Regions from separate parts of the Sus scrofa genome. Here region 1 is linked to region 2. The links are chromatin contacts, called in public Hi-C maps. All regions are on one chromosome and are shown on one strand. Each heading gives the region's core, a stretch centred on a gene start, on an enhancer-like site or on the middle of the called end of the contact. The rest is flanking DNA. Distances are from core to core; before and after follow the strand shown.

Region 1 (2,700 bases), core at 132-2,631, 130 kb after region 2:
GAATAGCTGGCAACATCTAGGGATGGGGGTGGTGCTTCTGGCATCGAGCAGGTAGATGCCAGGGATGCTGTGAAACACCCTAAAACACAGGAGGCAGGCCCTCCTCCCCAAACAAGGAATCAACAGCCCCCGAAATGTCAGTTCCGAGGCTGAGAAACCCGGGGATGAGGAGCCTGCTGACCATGGTCATTGGGCCCAATCCAGCCCCCTGCTTCTTCTTTGTAAATACCCCTGCCTCTTCTTTGTAAATAAAGTCCTACCAGAACACAGCCATGTCTATTTGTTTCTGGATCATCTGCGGCTGCTTCTGCATTAAAATAGCAAAATTAAAATAGCTGTGACAGAGACAGACATGCAAAACCTAAAATATTTTGATCTGGACCTTTTTCAGAGAAAGTTTGTCCAGCTGTGAGACTGCCTGCTTTTGGAGAGGGAGGGTGACATAATTCATCATTCCTGAGCTCACAAAGGAGAAAAAAAAAAAACAAAAACCCGTTTCTAAGACCCATGTCTTAGAGTTGATGCGTCACCCCTGGACATAACTGAAAACTGTTAACTGGAATGAACACGATTTCAGCAGCTAAAAGAAGCATTCTGCAAACATCTGCCTAGTGTTATTCCGAGTCTGGAAAACCAGAGAAAGCATTCCTATTTTCCATAAAATCTTAACTGGAGTTATGGGAGAAAAAGGTCCTAAGCAACATAAAAATAAGACAAGAAAAACATTTAATGGAGAGCCTGAGAGCTGGAAATAACCTATGTTTTTCAGTTGTCAAAATGTTCTTTGTTGCCACCTAGTGGAGGAAGGAGTTGTAGCCTATTAGAGGTGAGGGGGTGGAAGGTTTCTTTCCTCCCAGAAGAAACTGGGGAGACTCCAGGCCCCCAGCTCTTCTACCCCAGGGCAAACAGATGGAGTCAGCCTGAGGGAGTTGCATTATTTCTAGGAAATAAGCCTCATGAGCAATCCGGGGGCTCACTTATTTCTCGGTGACATGAAGAGGACATGTGGGTCTGAAGGACGTCAGAGCTCAGAGGAGGGGGCCCACACTTAAGTCAGTCTCCCCATCTCTGTTTCACAGAGGGAAGGAGAGCTGCTAGTTTCAATTCACTGTGGCAGGTGCCACCGACCTAAGGCTAATAAGAGTACCGACCTCTTGGGGCCTGTCAAATTCATCAATACATGAAATATCACCCACAGCAGATGGAGGTTCCCAGGCTAGGGGTCAAGTCAGAGCTGCAGCTGCTGGCCTACACCACAGCCACAGCCATGTGGGATCCGATCCGCGTCTGCGACCTACATCGCAGTTCACAGTGACGCCGGATCCCTGACCCAGAGCGAGGCCAGGGATAGGACCCGCAACCTCAAGAATATTAGTCACATTCGTTTCCGCTGCACCACAACAGGAACTCCCCACGTGATAGCCTTTAAAACCGTGCCAGGCAAATACTGAGGAACTGATAAAAGGCAGCAACTATCAAAACGCCTCAAAAGTGCCTGAACTGTTCCATTAGAATGAATATTATAAACGGAGGTCCAAGGTGGCCGCATTCTTACAGCCAAGAATGTTCTCTTGGTCGAGTTTCAGCAGCTACCCGGGGGTATCTCTCAGGTGAACACTGCACGTTTACGGCACTGGCCATTATGGGAGGAGAAACGGAGCAAAAGGCTCCCAAAGGAAGTCACCGATGACAGCCTCTCTAGGCGGCACACTCACTGAGAAGGAAACTGGAATTCTACACAGGATGCTGTGGGAGGGATCTGTGGGCAACCGACCATCACTGATAAAATAAACAAAGCAAACCAACAGGATGGAACAGTGGTCAGAAGCCCAGGCTCTGTTTCTCAACACACATAGGTTCAAACCTCAGCTCTGCTCTTACTGGGGGTATGACCTGGGGCAAGTCATTTTACCTAATGTTTAATCCTTATTTGTAAAACAAGGATAAAGCAGCATCTGCATCCCATGCAGTTTCTGTGTGTGGATTCTGAGAGGGGCTCATGTGCATAAAGCATGGAATAAAATTAAGTGCTCAGTAAACGTCAGCATGAGGTATTTTTATTACTACCTACTGACAGTTTTCCTCTTTTTGTTGCTTTATATTATACTTAAATGGGCAGAGATGACCAATAGCTTTTATCTCGCAAGTCAACTCTGATCAGTTGGTTGTGCCAGCTTGAAGCATTAGGATTTGATGGCTTGGAAAGGATTTGAGTCTCATCTTAATGTGAGAGCAAAGAGTGTAGCAATTGATTGGTAATGCCTGCCCTGGGTGCAGGAATGAGCAGTATTGCTAAGAAAGCCATTTCTGCCACAGAGAGCTCCTGATTAAGTGCTTTAGAGCCAATCACTCAGCAGGGATGCAAAGACAGCAGCACTAGTGACTATGGTTTGGGTGTGAAGGAAGAAATGGGAGTCAGAGTCCCATCTACCATTTCTGGAAAAGGGTGTCATTGTGTCAGTAGAGATTTGCTCTCTGACGATGTCCATCCTTACGAAGCTTCAGGACATCAGAATAACTGTACTCTGAGTCAAAGGCAAGGTCCACCTACCATGAGGCGATATGTAGACTCCCAAGGATGGTATATGGAAAAATCTGGAGAGTCTTTTTTTTTTTCCCTTGTCTTTTAGGGATGCACTTGCTCCATATGGAAGTTCCCAGGCTAGGGACTGAGTCAGAGCTGCAGCTGCTGACCTACAC
Region 2 (2,700 bases), core at 138-2,637:
GAAGTTCTCAAGCTAGGGATGAAAGACCTACAGCCTATGCCACAGCCACAGCACAACCAGATCCAAGCCACATCTGGGACCTACACCACAGCTACCCGGCAATACTGAATCCTTAAACCCAAGGCTCAAGGCCAGGGATCTAACCTGCATTCTCCCAGATCTAGTCGGTTTCTTAACGCACTGAGCTACAGCGGGAACTCCACCTCCTAAAATCTGGCCTGTCCTTCCAGCCTCCATATCCTCCCTCCAGATAAGATGGATCCTTCCCCTCTTCATTCACGCATTCAACAAATATGTGTTGAACGATCATGTACCCGCGCCAAGTCCAACACTGGGATGTGATAGATATAACTAAGCTGCTATGTTCTCTGACCTTATGGTCTCACTGGGGCCAGACAGCTCACAAACATCTTGTCAGAGGGTGAATCGGGGTCTCGAGAGAAAAGCCACAGTGTTCTCAGGTTGGGTAACTTGAGGAAGGGTTAATGAAGAGATTGCCTCCAAAGGTGTGGAGGAACACAGCACAGGTAGCTGGACCTGGTGGGTAACAGGCAGCGGAGGAAGCAGTTACCAGAATCTGGAGCAAGGCCAATGTCAGACCCTTCTGCCAGGACCTGTGGCCAGGGGTCGCCGAGGGGTCAGTGGGTGGATCTGGAGGGGCAGGTGGAAGGGGCTGGGGGGGTGCTGTGGTTTTTTTTGTTTTGGTTTGGGCTTCCCCTCTTCCCCACAGCACATGGAGTTCCCAGGCCAGGGATCAGATCTGAGATGTAGTTGCAACCTAAGCCGCAGCTGTGGCATCACCAGTTCCTTAACCCACAGTGCTGGGCCGGGGAATCGAACCTGGGTCCCAGCGCTCCCAAGACACGACCAATCCCGTTGCACCACAGCAGGAACTCCCCAAGGGGTGCTGTTTTAGAAAGGGTGGGAAAGGAGAGCTCTCTGAGCAGGACCCCATATGTGTTGACAGGGCCAGCTGCATGGAAAAGCATTCCAGAGAGAGGGAAGAGCAAGCACGCAAGCTCTGAGTCAGAGGGGGTGCTGCTCAGTGGAGGGGGTGAGGGAGGGGCCAGGGAGGAGCCTCCTGGGCTAATCAGGGCTTTAGGTGCAAGTCAGAGTGAGTTGAGCAGGGAGGGCTGACAGCAGCCCATGACTTAGCTCGTCAGAGGTTGTTCTGGCTGGAAGGCACTCTGGCTGGAGAAGCCTGAGAGACACCATTTCTCAGTGGTTATCTTCACGTGGTCTGGCATTTAGCCAACATGCTGACTGGGGTGGGGAGGGGGGGAGTCCTGGCCCCAGGAGAACCACCAAGGCCAAGAGTGACTACTCCCTGCAGACTGAGCCCCGAACCAAGCAGAGAAGGAGGAAACACAAACTCACAGGGAACTCCCTTCCCCCAGGGCACTGGCAGTGTAGTCAAGGAGACAAGTCAACACACGAGCCTCTTTCAACACCACCCACCAAGTCACAGGGACCACGGCCACTGGAGATTAGATTTGAGGACTCCATGAATGCTGTGCTGAGATCTGAATGGGGTGGGCTGGCAAGTGAAGCTTCTGGAAGAAGTAAGGACAGGGGGACTCAGGTGGCCTACTGCTTTGGTGTCAGCAGTAACAAGCCTTCTGGCTTGTAAAGCTTGCAGAGCTGGTCTTGGCCCTCAGGCTGTCCCCATGTTGGGCAGGTCGGGCTCTGGATCAGATCTGCCGGATCTGTACCAGGATTATCACAAGAAAGGGGTCATTTGAATGGGGTGGGGTTGGAAGGGGCCCTGCCCCAGCTCCTTTACGCAGCTGAGTTGCTGATGATCTGAAAGGCTTTTTTTTCCCCTCCCTGGCTGCCCCCACACCATATGGAGTTCCTGGGCCAAGGATTAGATCCGAGCCACAGTTTCCACATTGCCAGATCCTTTAACCCACTATGCTGGGCCAGATATCGAACCTGTGTCCTGGTGCTGCACAGATGCCGCCAATCCTATGGTGCCACAATGGGAACTCCCGGAGAGGCTTTTATTTATTTATTTATATTTCTTTTTAGGGCTGCACCTGAAGCATATGGAAGTCCCCAGGCTAGGGGTCGAATCAGAGGTGGAGCTGCTGGCCTACGTCACAGCCACGGCAAAGCCAGATCCAAGCCACATCTGTGACCTATAGCACAGCTGATGGCAACACCGGATCCTTAACCACTGAGTGAGGCCTGGGATCAAACCTGCATCCTCATGGATACTAGTCAGGTTCATTACCACCGAGCGACAACAAGAACTCCCTCCAAGAGGCTTTGGAATAAAAGGGTCAGATCCTCAGAGGCTCTTACAAGTGTTTGTGTGGGTAACCTGAGCCTGGTCAGCTATTTTGCCTCCACAAAATAGCCATGGTGCCCTGAATTCTAACTCTTTCTTTTGGATTCTTTTTTTTTGTCTTTTTAGTGCGGTACCCATGGCATATGGAGGTTCCCAGACTAGGGGTTGAATTGGAGCTGTAGCCACTGGCCTACACCACAGCCACAGCAATGCAGGATTCAAGCCACATCTGTGACCTAACCACAGCTCACAGCCATGCCAGATCCTTAACCCACTGAACGAGGCCAGGGATCGAACCTGCGTCCTCGTGGATACTAGTTAGATTCGTTTCCACTGAGCCACAACAGGAACTCCTCTTTTGGATTCTGTTATGCATTCACTTATGAATTTTCTTCAGCCACTGAGAG

Evidence for each region. A called contact is a pair of places that touch in the nucleus more often than the background predicts.
Region 1: a Hi-C map of subcutaneous adipose tissue shows a contact between it and region 2, with 1.8 times the contacts expected there. The contact joins two enhancer-like sites. A contact is called at or near these places in 4 of 47 Hi-C or Micro-C datasets (alveolar macrophages, embryonic fibroblasts, retroperitoneal adipose tissue and 1 more) and 1 of 2 datasets of contacts at active chromatin or transcription factors (skeletal muscle).

What each region holds. Positions count from the first base shown.
Region 1 is chr7:37,338,685-37,341,384 of Sscrofa11.1, forward strand. The region is part of intron 17 of TRERF1 (transcriptional-regulating factor 1); the gene reads right to left. Among named protein-coding and RNA genes, the nearest start is that of MRPS10, 11 kb to the left of the region's middle. Within about 2 kb of position 1,382, at least 18 of the 83 cell types and tissues checked have an H3K27ac peak or open chromatin away from gene starts, as enhancers often do. A contact at or near this core is called in alveolar macrophages, retroperitoneal adipose tissue and subcutaneous adipose tissue, where this site is marked.
Region 2 is chr7:37,206,739-37,209,438 of Sscrofa11.1, forward strand. The region is part of intron 8 of TAF8 (transcription initiation factor TFIID subunit 8); the gene reads left to right. Among named protein-coding and RNA genes, the nearest start is that of TAF8, 26 kb to the left of the region's middle. Within about 2 kb of position 1,388, at least 18 of the 83 cell types and tissues checked have an H3K27ac peak or open chromatin away from gene starts, as enhancers often do. A contact at or near this core is called in alveolar macrophages, retroperitoneal adipose tissue and subcutaneous adipose tissue, where this site is marked.